Regions from separate parts of the Triticum aestivum genome. Here region 2 is linked to region 1. A link is a contact called in public Hi-C data. All regions are on one chromosome and are shown on one strand. The core of a region is the stretch at or near the end of the contact, and the rest is flanking DNA. Distances in the headings are between cores, read along the strand shown.

Evidence for each region. A called contact is a pair of places that touch in the nucleus more often than the background predicts.
Region 2: a contact with region 1 is called in a Hi-C map of leaf, with 2.7 times the contacts expected there. The contact joins the enhancer-like site here to the promoter of LOC123079422 in region 1. A contact is called at or near these places in 2 of 5 Hi-C or Micro-C datasets (both in leaf).

Annotation. Positions count from the first base shown.
Region 1 is chr3D:434,378,978-434,386,611 of IWGSC CS RefSeq v2.1, forward strand. It overlaps LOC123079422, which reads right to left and starts at 3,197. Exons shown (of 7, transcript XM_044502192.1): 1 at 2,779-3,197; 2 at 383-523; 3 at 1-290. The coding sequence starts at 3,159.
Region 2 is chr3D:434,534,843-434,542,476 of IWGSC CS RefSeq v2.1, forward strand. No RefSeq gene overlaps it. Among protein-coding and RNA genes, the nearest start is that of LOC123079423, 12 kb to the right of the region's middle. Within about 2 kb of position 4,344, at least 5 of the 8 cell types and tissues checked have an H3K27ac peak or open chromatin away from gene starts, as enhancers often do. A contact at or near this core is called in leaf, where this site is marked.

The DNA of each region.
Region 1 (7,634 bases), core at 1,947-4,446:
GCATAAGCTCCGGTAACCCACTTCTCAAGGGTTTCAAAACCACCCCAGCGTCCACGGATTTTCGACAAAACCAAAAAATCTCCAGATTGGATGTCATCAGGATTTAATTCTGAAACCCACGGTTTTGGCCGTTCCTCAAAGGTCGCACCCATATGCTTTTTGAGAAATGCAAGGTTTGCATTCTCACCCCATCCGGTATTAGTGAAAAGAGGGAAAACATCCCAGAGTGCTCTGAGTGTCCCGATTGTTCCTGACGGCATGAGGAAGATGGACACTCCATTATGTTTCACCTATTTTAAGATAACAAAACAGCGCAATTGTATCAACAATGTTAAATGTCAGTTGTAAACAGAACAAGCATCAGTTACTACATAGTACTTACATAGTCATATTCGGCCTTGCTTTCCCATTCTTTGATTTCAAGGGTATGCTCACGGCCTAGAAAGTAGTAATCCCATGTAACACGGTACGGAGTTGCAAACACATAAAGATCCATGCAAGTCCAGCTATGTGCTTTCGTTGTCTACAGAAAGGAAAGGTTAGTTTCAAAATGGGTAGTAAGACAGGGAAGATGTTTGTATAAAGGAGGGAAAAGAGAAATACTATTTTAACTTGTAGTCAGGGTAGTATTTAGCTTTCTAATCTAAAATCATAAAAAAAAAGTTGAGCAATAGGCTTTAATTGTGCAAACCACGAACTTTAAAAACAAATGAATACTGCCTTTAATCTAATAAAAACAAGACAACAAACATCACATGGAAGATAATTCTGGCTACTGAAAGTTAGAACAAACATGGATTGCATGAATACCCAATATAAGTCTCAAGATGCAAGTCGGATTTCCCCCATCCATCCTTACGGCATAAAATTGATGAGAACACATGATACCTTGCTCTTGTATGCATTGTACTACGGATAGGATTTAACAATCAAGCAATAGGTTGGAACATATCATACTGCCTTTCAATAGTAAGTAGCAAAATAGTTTGCTCTCGGTGTTGTTAGGATTAGAAAATAGTTTGCTCTCTGTGTCATTAGGATCAGCCTTTGGAACAAGTCGTTAAGGGAGAGCCAGTTAATCAGGATAAAAAGTTTGAACCGCTCTTCTAGTGGACCCCAGTTGCTGTCAGCATGTAAATTAAGAATCTATTTGAAAAACAAATATCAACCTTAAGCATGTATGTGGACCTTACTGATTAAAAATCTAACCCATTGATGACTGCTTCGAGTTCTCATTCCTGAGAATTGCAATTCCCTATAGTGCAATTATAGCTTCCAATCTAAATGATGACAGGATGCTAACAGCCATAAAACATGATAGACCAGTGCATGTACTTTGCCGTGATTATAATTATTTTTTTAGCCCAATCCGGATAAGGACTAGTTATGTTCCCCACAATTATAAACTAACAGGAACCAAGTTTTGATCACGCAAGGGGACACAACTAAGAAGTATACTAAAAAAAGCAACAACTGCCACAATTGGGCAATAATGAAATCAACCCATTTACCAAACCTACAGGCCACTGCTCAAAACTAGGAATCCCTGTGTTCGATATGGCGATACTGGAAATACCAAAATCGTGTAAGATCGTTCCAGAAGTTATGGATAACAAATTACACCCTGACGAGTTCCCCATTACCTCACTAGGAGAGAAAGTGGTTCTACCATCCACCCGACCGTACCCAAAAGCGAGTATAATAATAAGCAACGCGAGGTGGGTCTCGCACCGGCGTTCACCTCGAGATGGACCGTGCCGCCCCCGAGGCCCCCGTCGGTCCCGTTGGCGTCGCGGAACTCCATCCACGCCCGGTTCTCGTAGAAGCAGGCCCCCTTCCATTCCGCGGCGCGCGCGCCGTCGCCCCCGGGCACGCGCGCGGCGCCGACGAAGGCCGGCAGGAGGTCGGCGGGGCTCCGCAGCGCGAGGCGGCGGAGCAGCGGCTGGGCCACCGGCCACGGCAAGAGCGGGAGGAGGTCGCCGGGGAGCACCGGGGCGCGGAGCAGCAGGAGCTGCGGGAGCGGGCCGCGCGAGGCGGCGAACAGGAGGGCGGCGACGAGGAGAGGGAGGAGGAGGAGCTTGAGCCTCGAGGCTCCCATGGCGGGGGGCTAGGGTTCGGCCGCCGCCGCGCCAAGGAATTCAGATGCGGGGTTGAGGCTTGAAACAAAGGGAGGAGGAAATTTTGTGAGGTTTGCAAGGTTTGCTTGTTGGTAGCGGCTCCTCGCTTGTTGCTTCCGCATCGAGTTGACCGTCGTGTTGCGTTGCGTGCGCCTTGCTCGAGGTAACAACAACGACGGTTCGAGGCTTGCGATGCTGTTCTGCTCCATTTCCATTTGGTTTAGAGTTTCGTAGATACCAAGCCAGCGAGAATAGTTCACGAGGCGGATCAAAAATGGTTTGCACATATTTCTGGCATATTCCAAGGATATACACACTGCTAGTACTGTCTTGTTTGCGTAAAAAAGTGGAGTGGTAGTACTAAATTGCGACGTGTCATCGTCATAAACTCGGTGAGTTGGACACGGCAGTTGAGGATGCAGTTAAGTGGCGCGCGTGTCCCTCCCGCAGCCACGATGCATTTTCATTTCTATCCGCAATCACATGGGAAGATAATAAAAGAAGTGAAAACCCGTCTCCCGATCTTGATTCATCAGAAAATAAAACAGAATACCTATCCGGAAGTTAAAAAAATGAGGAAACGCCTATCCCGAAGTAAGCTCTCAGCAGTTCGCGGCGACCGTCCTCTGCGGCGGACTTTGCGGGAAGCACCGTGCCGTACCTTGAGGTGGACCGTGCCGCCGCCGTACTTGGAGCCGGAGTCGTTGTGGAAGGACAGCCAGGCCTCGTTCTCGTAGAAGCAGGCCCCCTTCCAGCCCACGGGCGCGGTGCCCGCCTGCGCCGGCCCGGCCGTCGCCGCGCCCACGAACACCGGGAAGATGTCCGACGCGCCGCGGAGCGCCCGGAGGGCCGCCATCGCCACGCGCCGCGGCAGGAGGGGCAGGACGTCCGTGGGACTGAACGGCAGGGAAGTGAGGATTCCGCTGCCCGCGCCCCACGGGGCGCCGCCATCGTCTGCGCCGGAGGGGCGGAGGAGCAGCACGGCCGCGAGCGAGGCCGAAACCAGCAGCAGAGACACGGCGGCGAGCTTGGAGACTGCCATGGTGGTGTGCGGTTCGGGGGGAATTTGATCTGGGAGCTTTTTTTATATGCGGGGAACCTGGTGGTGCCGGTAACGCACTTCCGTGTCAAAAATGGCCAGCCAGCACGGTGAAGGCAGCAGCGGTGTTTGGTACGCAAATGTTTTTGGTTGTACCGTGTGGCTCTGGGCCCCGGAGTGGTTTCACCGTCCAATGGAAAAGCTTGCACTTAATGATACTCCTTGATTACTCTAGTTGTGTGGGGAAGATGTCAATTTAACCGTAAACACACTTGCAAAACGTCTAATTGCAAATAAAGATTTTTTTAGAGGTTTTGAGGAGTTGAGGAAAAAATTAAGCCATGAGATTTTTCTTTCTTTTTGCGGATAAAGGGCTAAAGTCATATATTAAATATCACAAGTCCTTACGAATACACACTTATAGAAAAAAATGACATCCAAATTCTTTTCTTTTGGAGCTGATACATCCAAATTCTTATAGGTGTCAAAATCTTCTTCCTCATGACTGATATGCACACTCGTGCGTATTCGAGAAAAATCTTCTTCCTCATGCATTACAAACGGCCCACTGTGAGCTCGATTTTTTGTTGGGCCTCAGCCTCAGCGGAGCATATTTGTTCAAACCTCTTAGAGAAGCACCTTTACAACTACTTTTTTTTGCGTAGTAATACTTGTCTCATTAATAACATAAAGATTCAGTTACAAGCCACGTAAATATCGACATTACAGACTGAAAAGATAGGATAATCCTATGCAAAAAAAAACAGCGCCTGGCCCTCTCCATTAAGGAAAAGGAGACACATCACCTCTTCACCCGAGCTCGACGCGGCTCCATCGCTGATCAGCAGCTTTACGGACCTCCAAAGTAGTTGCCTAAAACAAAACCATTGTCGTTGAAAGAATCAGATCGGGGCAACGTGTCCCCGGACACGCCGTCGAACTCCAGAACTGACACCCCCGCACGACTACAACGTCGGAGGAGAAAACCAGAACTGTCAGCCTCCAACCACAAACCCAGCACAAGATGCACTATCTTCCAGCTGTCACTTGTGTAGACAAGCATCTGCGCGTACTCCTGGATGACAAAACCTCCCTGCTCCACCATGGCGTAGGAGACAACGCCGCAGCAACGGGGACAGAGCAGAAGGAGAGACACACCTGATGGAGTTACCGCCGCTGCCTCGCCGACACCATCCATGAACCCTAACGCCGCCGATCTGAAGGATCGACGAACACACGATGCCACCAACTCCGAGACGCCGCCATGAAGGACACCGCCGGTGTGGGAGTGGAGTTGAGGCAGATTTATTCGTCCGGACACCGCTCCCACCACCCCAACGGCGCACCACGACTTACAAATCCAAACCCTAACTAGGGAGCGGAGGAACGGCGTCCGTCCCTTAGTATATGTATTACAAACGTTATATGTGTTACAGTGATTTAAAAAAACACTTCTCTTTGTAATTCATAGCTACTTTCTTTCTTTGAATTTATTTGGTCCCTTATTATTTTGGGTCAAGTTTTGACCTTAGATTTAACTAGCAAAATATAATCGTATACCACTTGCAAATTACTTTCGAATACTAATCTTATGATATAATTTCCGTGGCATATAAATTACATTTTAGTATTTAAATCTATGCTCAAAATTTAACACAAAATACAAAGGGGCTAATAAAGGGAACGGAGGAAGTACCACCTTAACCCCGAAGAATAATTTGACACAATGCTTCATTTCTGCCTTAGCGAAACTCAATTCAACATTAAAAATACATGGGAAAACTAATGGGTGAATGTCTGTAGGGAAATGTGCTGCGCACCAAAATTTATGCTACACGATCACACACAGGAACACTATGAAAATTGTGGTAACAATCAAACTCACCGACTAGCAAAGTAGTGGAAGCAGTGAAGAGTCGGTGAAGTGTAACGATTCCCGCAGCTAGGTTACACCTCCCACCCGCGAGAATGTTCTCCAAGACAAGAATCGGAGTAGATGACCCCTCTGAGGTATCCACGCGTTCCGAAGTAGTAGTCCGGTAGAGATTCGGCGTTCAGGAAGAACTACTATGAGGAAACTAGAGAAAGCCTAACGAGGCTTCTCGTCTGATTAGGAGTCTAATTCTCTTAGATCAATTAGATCAAAATTAGAGCCCTTCTAAATAGGATGCTGAACACTTAGACCAATTAGACCGGGAAAGCGTGGAGCTATGCGGGGGAGAGGCTCTTGGATTTGATGTGTCCCAAGAGCAAGGCTTCCCTACATATATATATAGGCGGTGGACTAGGAGGAGGCGCCCCAAGAAGAGGGAGTACGAGCCTGTTTGGTTGCTGCCCTGGAGCAAAACTACCTGGTACGGTGCTTGCCTAGGAGCTGTCTGTACTTTGTTTGATTGGTATCCTGAAGATCCGATAGTAGCCTAGCCTGGAAAAATGGAGCGCGTCATTAGCCCGGACGCTAAAATCTGAATGCGTTATTAGCCTGGTCCAGGCGACCAGGCGACCCGAACCACACCTCTGGATGTGCCTTGGATGGTAATCCTCTTGTCACCCAATTTATAATAGCAGAAAGTACATGTGAGTACACTAGTAGAAAACGGGCCTTTAATCTTGGTTCTGGAACCGGGACAAAAGGATCGGGACTAAAGCCCCCTCCCCTTTAGTCCCGGTTCTGTTACGAACCGGGACTAAAGGCCCTCCACGTGGCCGCTGTCTGGAGCTCCACCTTTATTCCCGATTGATAACACCAACCGGGACTAAAGGAATTTTTTTGAAATTTTGTTTTCAATTTTTTTTCCCGATTTTTAAATTTCTGAATTATTTTATAATTTAATCTCTAATCACCCCTCATCACTACTCAATTTAAAATATAATCTCTATTCTCTAATCACCCCTCATCATTCCAAATTGTCTAACTTCCCGGCCGGTCGCCTATCCTGTCACTACTCCAGACTGAGCACGCTTAACTTTCGAGTTCTATTCCGCCTAGTTTCCAAGTCTGCACTTGTTGTTTTCCTGACAATAGTAAGATGTCAATTATATTAACCCTCAGGAGTTTAGCTTGAGCATAAAGTCACACGTTTCACTGTTTGAATTTGAAACTATTATTCTAAAAAACAATAATTATTTAGTAACACTAATATTTCTTGAATAAGTAGTTTGACCATAGTTTAACCATAGTTTGACCATAGTTTGACCAGATTTGACCAAAATTCAAAAAAAAACTGAAATAATTATTTAGCAACACTAATATTCTGGAATAATTATTTATTAACACTAATACTTCTTGAATAAGTAGTTTGACCATAGTTTGACCAGATTTAACCAAAATTCAAAAAAACTGAATTTTGAGCATAACTTTTTTCCTTTTAGAATTTGAGGATTCTAAAAGTTTGCAAAACGGCCTATGGCGGTCAAAATTGGATGCAGATTTTCGTGCTGAACATTTTGATATATTATACTTTTTTTCCGACATCGTATGCACAAGTTATAGCCGTTTTACTTTTTCATAACACTTTTTTGCAAAACATGTCCAAATTTAAGTTTTTAAATTTTCCTAACTACTAGATGTAGTAATATAACTACATCTCGAAGGATTTTAATTTTTGAAGTTTTTATCATTTTTTTGTTTTTATCAAAACTAAAATGGCGATACACGGGGGGAGGGGGTAGAGTTTGAGACACGAACCCCTTTAGTCCCGGTTTGAGACACGAACCGGCACTAAAGGGCATCGCACCCTTTAGTCCCGGTTCGTGTCTCAACCGGGACTAAAGGTCTAATCTTTAGTCCCGGTTTGAGATACGAACCGGGACTAAAGGGCATCGCACCCTTTAGTCCCGGTTCGTGTCTCAAACCGGGACTAAAGGTCCCATTTGAACCGGGACTAATGCCTTGCCGACGCTCTAGCCGCTCGAATCGGGACTAATGCTCACATTAGTCACGGTTCGTAATGCAACCGGGACTAATGTGTACATTGAGCTGTGACCAAAGCCCTGTTTTCTACTAGTGGTAGTGGCATGGTTTATAATATTTTAATATATTTAACACACCTAGGCCTAGCCACGAAGCAAACACTCCTCGCCTGGCCAGGCAGAAACACAACAACATCTCAGGCCTAGTCCAGGCATTCAATTTTATCAGGCATGGTCTCCAGGGTGTCAACCAAACATGCCCTACTTCTCCTCTTCCACTTGGTGGAAGAGGGAAGGACTCCCTCCTATTAGGGTTCGACCTAGGGCCTTTCCATAGGGGGTGGCGCCCCATGTGGGCCCTCGTGGCCCCACTAGGGGTCGTCTGAAGGAAATATGCCCTAGAGGCAATAATAAAGTTATTATTTAATTCCTTATATCATGATAAACGTTTATTATTCATGCTAGAATTGTATTAACCGAAAACTTAGTACATGTGTGAATACATAGACAAAAACATAGTCTCCCTAATATGCCTCTACTTGACTAGCTTGTTTGTCAAAGATGGT
Region 2 (7,634 bases), core at 3,094-5,593, 160 kb after region 1:
TAGCTGAGTGCTGAAGCTATATCATGTTGTACTGATGTATTTCAATTATGAAATTCTGCTTTCTTAATATGAAAATGAAATATATTATGTGCTTAATATGAATGTCAATTAGATTAATAAATGGATTATTAATAATAGGGCAATTAGCCTGCTAATGGCGAATTAGCCTGCTAACTGAGTTTTGCTATTGCAAACGGTTATTGAAAAAAATACCGTGGGCGATGACCTCAGGCAACGCACACAGTTCCTAGGAATAAACCGTGTTGGATCAATGAACAAAATCACATGACTTTCTCTTGAAAACTGTTTGCGTTAGGCCACCTTGCGCAAACGTTTACCACATAAACTGTGTGTGATGGACAGCCTTTTTTTGACTGGAACTGTAGGGGAAACCCCCACAGCATATCATCACTTTATTGAGTAAAAGAGTTACAGTACAAGTACAAAGGAGGATTACAAGAGGTAATCAAAGTAACTAGGGGAAGAAGGAGAAAAAACTGTGTGTGATGGACAGCCTTTGCCACACAGTTTCTTCTACGGACCGTGTGTGATGCATTCAATAACGCAAACGATAAATTGTTAATATCGTGTGCAATGGCAACGCTATCACAAACGATTTAGCGGGGAAAATTGTGTGTGATGTACCTGTGAACGGAAACGTTTTCCTTGAAGCGACTGTATGGGATGTACATACGAAACGGACATTTAGCGGGGCTGACTGTGTGGGATGTACTTGCCACCGGAAACAATTTCGTCTATATAATTGTAATTTTTTTAGCTCTACTGTACGTATTTCCGTATTTGAGCGCTCACCGGTCGCACACGACCTTATTTTGCCGAGCGTGTGTGCCAGGAAGACATATCCCCGATGGTTTCTGGGTCGTGTGGGAAGGACCCCCCTATCGCCCACACTCACTAGGCGACGGTTTCAAATGCCGTCGCGGAAAGGGGTTAAAAACCGTTTGTATAGCACCGACGTGTACTAGTGAACGTATCTATAATTTTTTATTGTTCCATGCTATTATATTATCTATTTTATATATTTTTTTGGACTAACCTGTTAACCTAGTGCCCAGTGCCAGTTGCTGTTTTTTCTTGTTTTTGACTTTTACAAAAAAATCAATACCAAACGGAGTTCAAACAGAATAAAACTTTACGATAATTTTTCTTGGACCAGAAGAAACCCACGAGACTTGGGGAGGAGGCCAGAAGACCCACGAGGGGGCCACAAGCACTGGGGGCGCGTGGCCAGGGGGCTTGTGGGCCCCCCGTGGATCTGCTAACCCTAACTCCGCTTCTATAAATACCCAAATATCCCCCCTATCTCAGATGGCACACCAAAAATATTTTTCCGCCGCCGCAAACTTCTGTTCTCGTGAGATCCCATCTTGGGGTCTTTTCCGGCACTCCGCGGGAGGGGATTCGATCACGGAGGGCCTCTACACCAACCTCGCTGCCCTTCCGATGAAGCGTGAGTAGTTTACCACAGACCTACGAGTCCATAGCTAGTAGTTAGATGGCTTCTTCTCTCTCTTTGATCTTCAACAATGTTCTCCTCGATGTTTTTGAAAATCTATTCGATGTAATCTTTTTTTGCGGTGCATTTGTTGAGATCCGATGAATTGTGGATTTATGATCAGATTATTTATGAATATTATTTGAGTCTTTTCTGAACTCTTTTATGCATGATTGAGATAGCTTTGTATTTCTCTCTGATCTATCGATTGGTTTGGCTAACTAGATTGGTTTTTCTTGCAATGGAGAGGTGCTTTGTGATGGGTTCAATCTTGCGGTGTCCTCACCCAGCAACAGTAAGGGTAGCGAGACATATATTGTATTGTTACCATTTTCATCCCGCCGGGCCTGGCCTGACCTAATGCAGCCTACCAAACGCGCCCTTCTATGCAAACTGCTTTCTGTATAAATGCAGTTGTTCGATGACCTACAAAAATATGTGATCTGGATATCTTGCGGCAGATGATGACATGTTGTGCGATCACACACAACATGATCGTGAAGAATGATTGGATGGTCAGCTTCATTGTCAATATCCGTGGACGAGTCCGGACCAGTCCACAGACATATACTATGTCCTTTAGGAGAGTTGCGTTGGAGATGCCCTAATTGACCTAATACGACAATTCAAGTGGACATTTTTCAGAAACAATGTACTTTTCAGGTCCGTAATTTACGCCCAGATTGACCTGCAAAACGGCCATCAAGCAAGGCTTAAGAGGCTTCTGTTCTGAACTCCATTCGATTTCTCACGAAGACCCATGTGTACGGACAGAAGCGTTCAGGCTGCTACCTACTTCTTTTTTCCTGAAAGTAAACTCATGTTATTCCTCGGTGAATGATATGTTCACTCCTTCCGTTTCGAATTAAAAAAAAAACATGTTCACTCCTCGAGCAGCGGCTCCAGCGATATGAAATCATCGCACAGGGTCATGGTCGCTGACGACCTTTTCCAAGACACACGACCGAACAGGAGGGCGCTCTGCAGGTGAGGCGATGTGCATGGTTGACCTACCACACGATCTTGAGCGCGTGCAAATCTGATTTTATTATACTGAACCAACACCGACAATCTTGAACACTTCACGGGCGTGCAAGGATCGATGAAACGAGTCATTTGAAAGGGGTACCGATTCTACTTTTGCTGTGTAAACGTAGGGGCACTGGTGGAATCTCTGGTAATGTGGTAGTAACCTTGCCTGGTCGGTCAGATTCTTCCACTGACCAAGGCATCACACGTACGGTTTCGTTGATCATGTGCTCGGTTGTTTAGCTTTTGTTTATACTTTGAAACTGACTTACACAACTAGATTTACATAAATCCCTGCTCCGTCCGGCGGCCGTAGAAGCCAGACGTATCGGCCGGCTGGCCTCCCTTTTGCTTTCTCTCTTCTCGTGACAAAACTGAACTTCGTGGAATCCTTTGTCCGAGCATGAATTTCATGAGTGACCTGAGCATGGCTTCCCCAGTTTCCCTCCTTCAGGCTGGCGATAACCAACAAGCAATCGTTGGCGATTCTCATCCTCCTAATTCGTATATTGCTGACCGACAAAAGAGCTTTTTTTTTATATAACCAACGAAAGAGCTTTTTCTTTAGGGGCACCAACGAAAGAGCTTTGTGGTGGCATGCAAGCACCTCAAGGGCAGATACTATTACCCGCACGGGTTGTGGGATAGCGACCAAAGGCGTAACCCCGCCCGTGTGAATGGGCCGCCAGGTTGTGTCTGCATTTTTTCTGCCGGTTTACTTTTTATTCTATTTTCTTAGATTTTTCCTTTTTTGTCATTTTGCTTACTTTCCTGTTTTTCTTATTTTTCAAATACGAAAACAACTTTTAAATTCATAAAAAATTTCTAAATCACGATTTGTATGAATGCATGATGTTTTCCAAAATCGCGAATGATTTTTAAATTTATCAACATTTTTTTCAAATTCGGGAATAATATTGAAATCCGTGAACATTTTCTGAATTTCGGGACATTTTTTCTCAAATTCTCAACATTTTTCAGAAAATTCGTGAACCTATTTTAAACATCATCAACAATTCTTGAATTTCAGAACGTTAATCAAATTTGCTGATATTTTTACGAAATTTGTGAAAGAAACAATTAGTGAACTTTTACCGAACTCAACAATATATTTTGAACTTCATGACCTATTGTAAAAATTTGTGAACATTTCTCAAACTTTAGAAAAAAAATAATTAGTCAAAAAAAGTGAACTCAAGAACATATGTTGAATTTCATGAAAATTTTCGAAATCACAAACACTTTTAAAGTCATGAACATTTTACGAACTCACGGATATTTTTTTAATTTATGAGCAGTTTTTTGCACTCATAAAAAATTGAATTTGTGAAGATGTTTTTTTAATACACCAATAATTATTTTAAATTCGCAAACATTTCCCAAATCATGTAAAAAAGTTGAATACAAAAATTTAGTTTTTCAAAAATAAAAGCCCGAGTTTGCGGACATTCTAATGCGCGTACACTTTTAAAAGTTTAAAAAATTGAAAACCCGAATGTTTCTTTAAAAACAAAAATGAAAAAAATGAAACACAAAAGCAATAAAGAAACACAGGCGTGCGGGCCATCAACGGGCTGGCCCAATGTGTGCGGATGGGGTGCGCCTTTGCTCGTTACACCCCGCACAGGTCGAGGAATAGGCACTCACGGCCTCAAAGCGTTTTTTTAGCCAACCTCAAATCGTTTCTGGTTTAGCAAATCCGTGAATCACCACAGCAGACGCGCCCAGGTAGAGCCTATTGACCGGTTCAGGTAGCGATAAAATGGGCCGGCCCGTTTAGACTACAGCGCATCCGGTCATATTCACGATGGCTTCGGGGGAGCAACTAACTGCCGAGTACTCCTTTGGGAGCTCCGCAACGATCACCCGGATGGGCTGAGCGCATCATTTGGCATCATTTGGCGCATTCTCAGCTGCCGTCACATGTTGCGCTCTGGGCGCTCCTTTGGATTTTTTTTTCGCATGCTTTTAGGCTTTTTAGATGGGTTTTTCGGCTTTTTGGTTTTCTACTAGTCTTTCTTATCTTTTGGACAAAAATATATTTTTCTAATTTCTTTTCTAAAAAACATTTTTTTTCTTTAGCAAAAGGCACGGTTTTGCTTTCACGAAAGGTACGGGCGTGCCTCTCGGAAATGAAAAAATGTGTTTTATTTTTTTCGCTAGAGGCACGGATTTACTTCCTCGCAGTTGGGATCCACCAGGTCGAAGCGTACGTACGGTTATTTGTCTGGTCGCAATACTGTACGTACATACTGATCGATCGGTCTCATGAACCGTGGCCGTGTAAGGAGCGGCACGTGTTGCGGTGGTGCCCCGTACGTAGTTGTTCACGCAGTCCTGTCTAAATCATGCACAGGTACGTACAACCACGCTGTAAAAAAGACAGCCATGTATGTACATACGGGCGTGGTCTCGAACGCGTACAACAATGGCATCATATTCATCGGCATCCAACCGACTGGGTCGGAACGGAGAAATATCATTGTGTTCATCGGGAGGCAACAGACTGGGTCGGAATGCTCCATGTTCATCGGGAGCCAACCGGCTTGGGTGGAAAGTCGAAACGGGGTCCTGTTCATTGGGAGGGGTCTGGTACAGCAAAACAGAGCAAACAAACTTCTCTCCAACCACTTAGGGTCAAAAAGGGGTCATGTTTATCAGGAGGGGTGTGGTGTACCGCAAAATGAAGGAAAGTGACTTCTCACCAACCGCCTATGGTCGAAACGGGGTCCTGTTCATCGAGAGGGGTCTGACGTACCACAAAGCGGAACTCCATGGGCTATTGTTCATCCACCGTCGACTTCCTCCAGCCTCCACCAGCTACTGTTCATCCACCTTCGACTTCCTCCAGCCTCCACCAGCTACTGTTCATCCACCTTCGACTTCCTCCACCCTCCACCGGCCACTGTTTATCCAGCCTCCACGGGGTCCTGTAAATCCACCCCAACCGGCTGGGGTGTAGCGTATCGCGCCACAGCCTCCTCGGGGTCATGTTCATCCAGCGGCAACCGCCTACTACCACGGGGTCCTATTCATCCAAACCCCACCGACTTGGGTGGGGCATACGAGCGGGCTGCAGCAGCGGGAACTTTTCATCCACAGCCAACCAACCGGCTAGGTCGACTCACCACGTCTCGCGCAAGGGCTCGATCGATGCAAGTCTCGACTCATTTTACGTATCGCGCGCGCGGCAGCAACGGGCATTGTTCATCGAGAGACAACCGAACACTGGCCGGCTACGTACGTCTCGTACGGGGGCTCAATCGACTTTAGTAAGCAGCGAGAAGGATCGATGGGGGTTCAAATAGCAGTGAAGGAATCACTCGGATTCAGTTAGCAGCGAAGGGATCGATCGGGTTTAGTACATAGCGCGAGGGATCGATCGCTTGGGCTCAATACGTAGTGCGAGGGCGAGATCGATCGCTCGGGTTCAGTAAACTATGAAGAAAGGGGATCTCTTTGGAAGGTGTCTCGCATTACCATGGAGAACGCATGGTCAACGAATAGAAAAGCCAAGAATACCTTAGCATGGAGAATGGAACTTGCCTATGAAGCCAAAGACTCAAGCGTATAAAGTCATCTCGAAGAAGATATCCAACATCCTCAGCTTGAAGGCTACTATTGGAGTCCTGAATTAGGGGTGCATGCCACGTCGGCCTGCCAGTGATGGCCCGGACCGAGGACCCATTGAGGATTGCTGACGTGTCCATACTAACCCTTGCCCTTGGCAAAATCAAGACAGAGATCTCCTAGATGCTTGGCGCCCACTTCAAGCTTATTTGAATAGTTGGCATGTTTATCCCTACATTGTAGCCGATCATGTGTAAACCCTAGGTACCCCCGGCGTCTATATAAGCCGTGGGGTTTAGTCCATAGAGGCAAGCGCATTCACATTTGCAAGGTTTAGAGCTTAGACAAACTCGTGCGATCTCAAGGTAGATTAATATGTACTTTCTACCCCATCACAATCAATATATAAGAAGCAGGACGTAGGGTTTTACCTCATTAATTAAGAGAGCCCGAACTGAAGGAAATATGCCCTAGAGGCAATAATAAAGTTATTATATATTTCCTTATATCATGATAAATGTTTATTATTCATGCTAGAATTGTATTAACCGGAAACTTAGTACATGTGTGAATACATAGACAAACAGAGTGTCCCTAGTATGCCTCTACTAGACTAGCTCGTTAATCAAAGATGGTTAAGTTTCCTAGCCATAAACATGTGTTGTCATTTGATGAATGGGATCACATCATTAGAGAATGATGTGATGGACAAGACCCATCCGTTAGCTTAGCATTATGATCGTTGAGTTTTATTGCTATTGCTTTCTTCATGACTTATACATGTTCCTCTGACTATGAGATTATGCAACTCCCGAATACCGGAGGAACACCTTGTGTGCTATCAAACGTCACAACGTAACTGAGTGATTATAAAGATGCTCTACAGGTGTCTCCGAAGGTGTTTGTTGGGTTGGCATAGATCGAGATTAGGATTTGTCACTCCGTGCATCGGAGAGGTATCTCTGGGCCCTCTCGGTAATGCACATCACTATAAGCCTTGCAAGCAATGTGACTAATGAGTTACTTGCGGGATGATGCATTACGGAACGAGTAAAGAGACTTGCCGCTAACGAGATGAACTAGGTATGATGATACCAACGATCGAATCTCGGGCAAGTAACATACCGATGACAAAGGGAACAACGTATGTTGTTATGTGGTTTGACCGATAAAGATCTTCGTAGAATATGTAGGAGCCAATATGACCATCCAGGTTCCTCTATTGGTTATTGACCGGAGATGTGTCTCGGTCATGTCTGCATAGTTCTCGAACCCGTAGGGTCCGCACGTTTAACGTTCGATGATGATCGGTATTATGAGTTTATGTGTTTTGATGTACCGAAGGTTGTTCGGAGTCCCGGATGAGATCACGGACATGACTAGGAGTCTCAAAATGGTCGAGACATAAAGATTGATATATTGGAAGGTTATATTCGGACACCGGAAGGGTTCCGGGGGTCACCGGATAAATACCAGAGTATCGGGGAGTTACCGGAACCCCCCGGGGGGTCAATGGGCC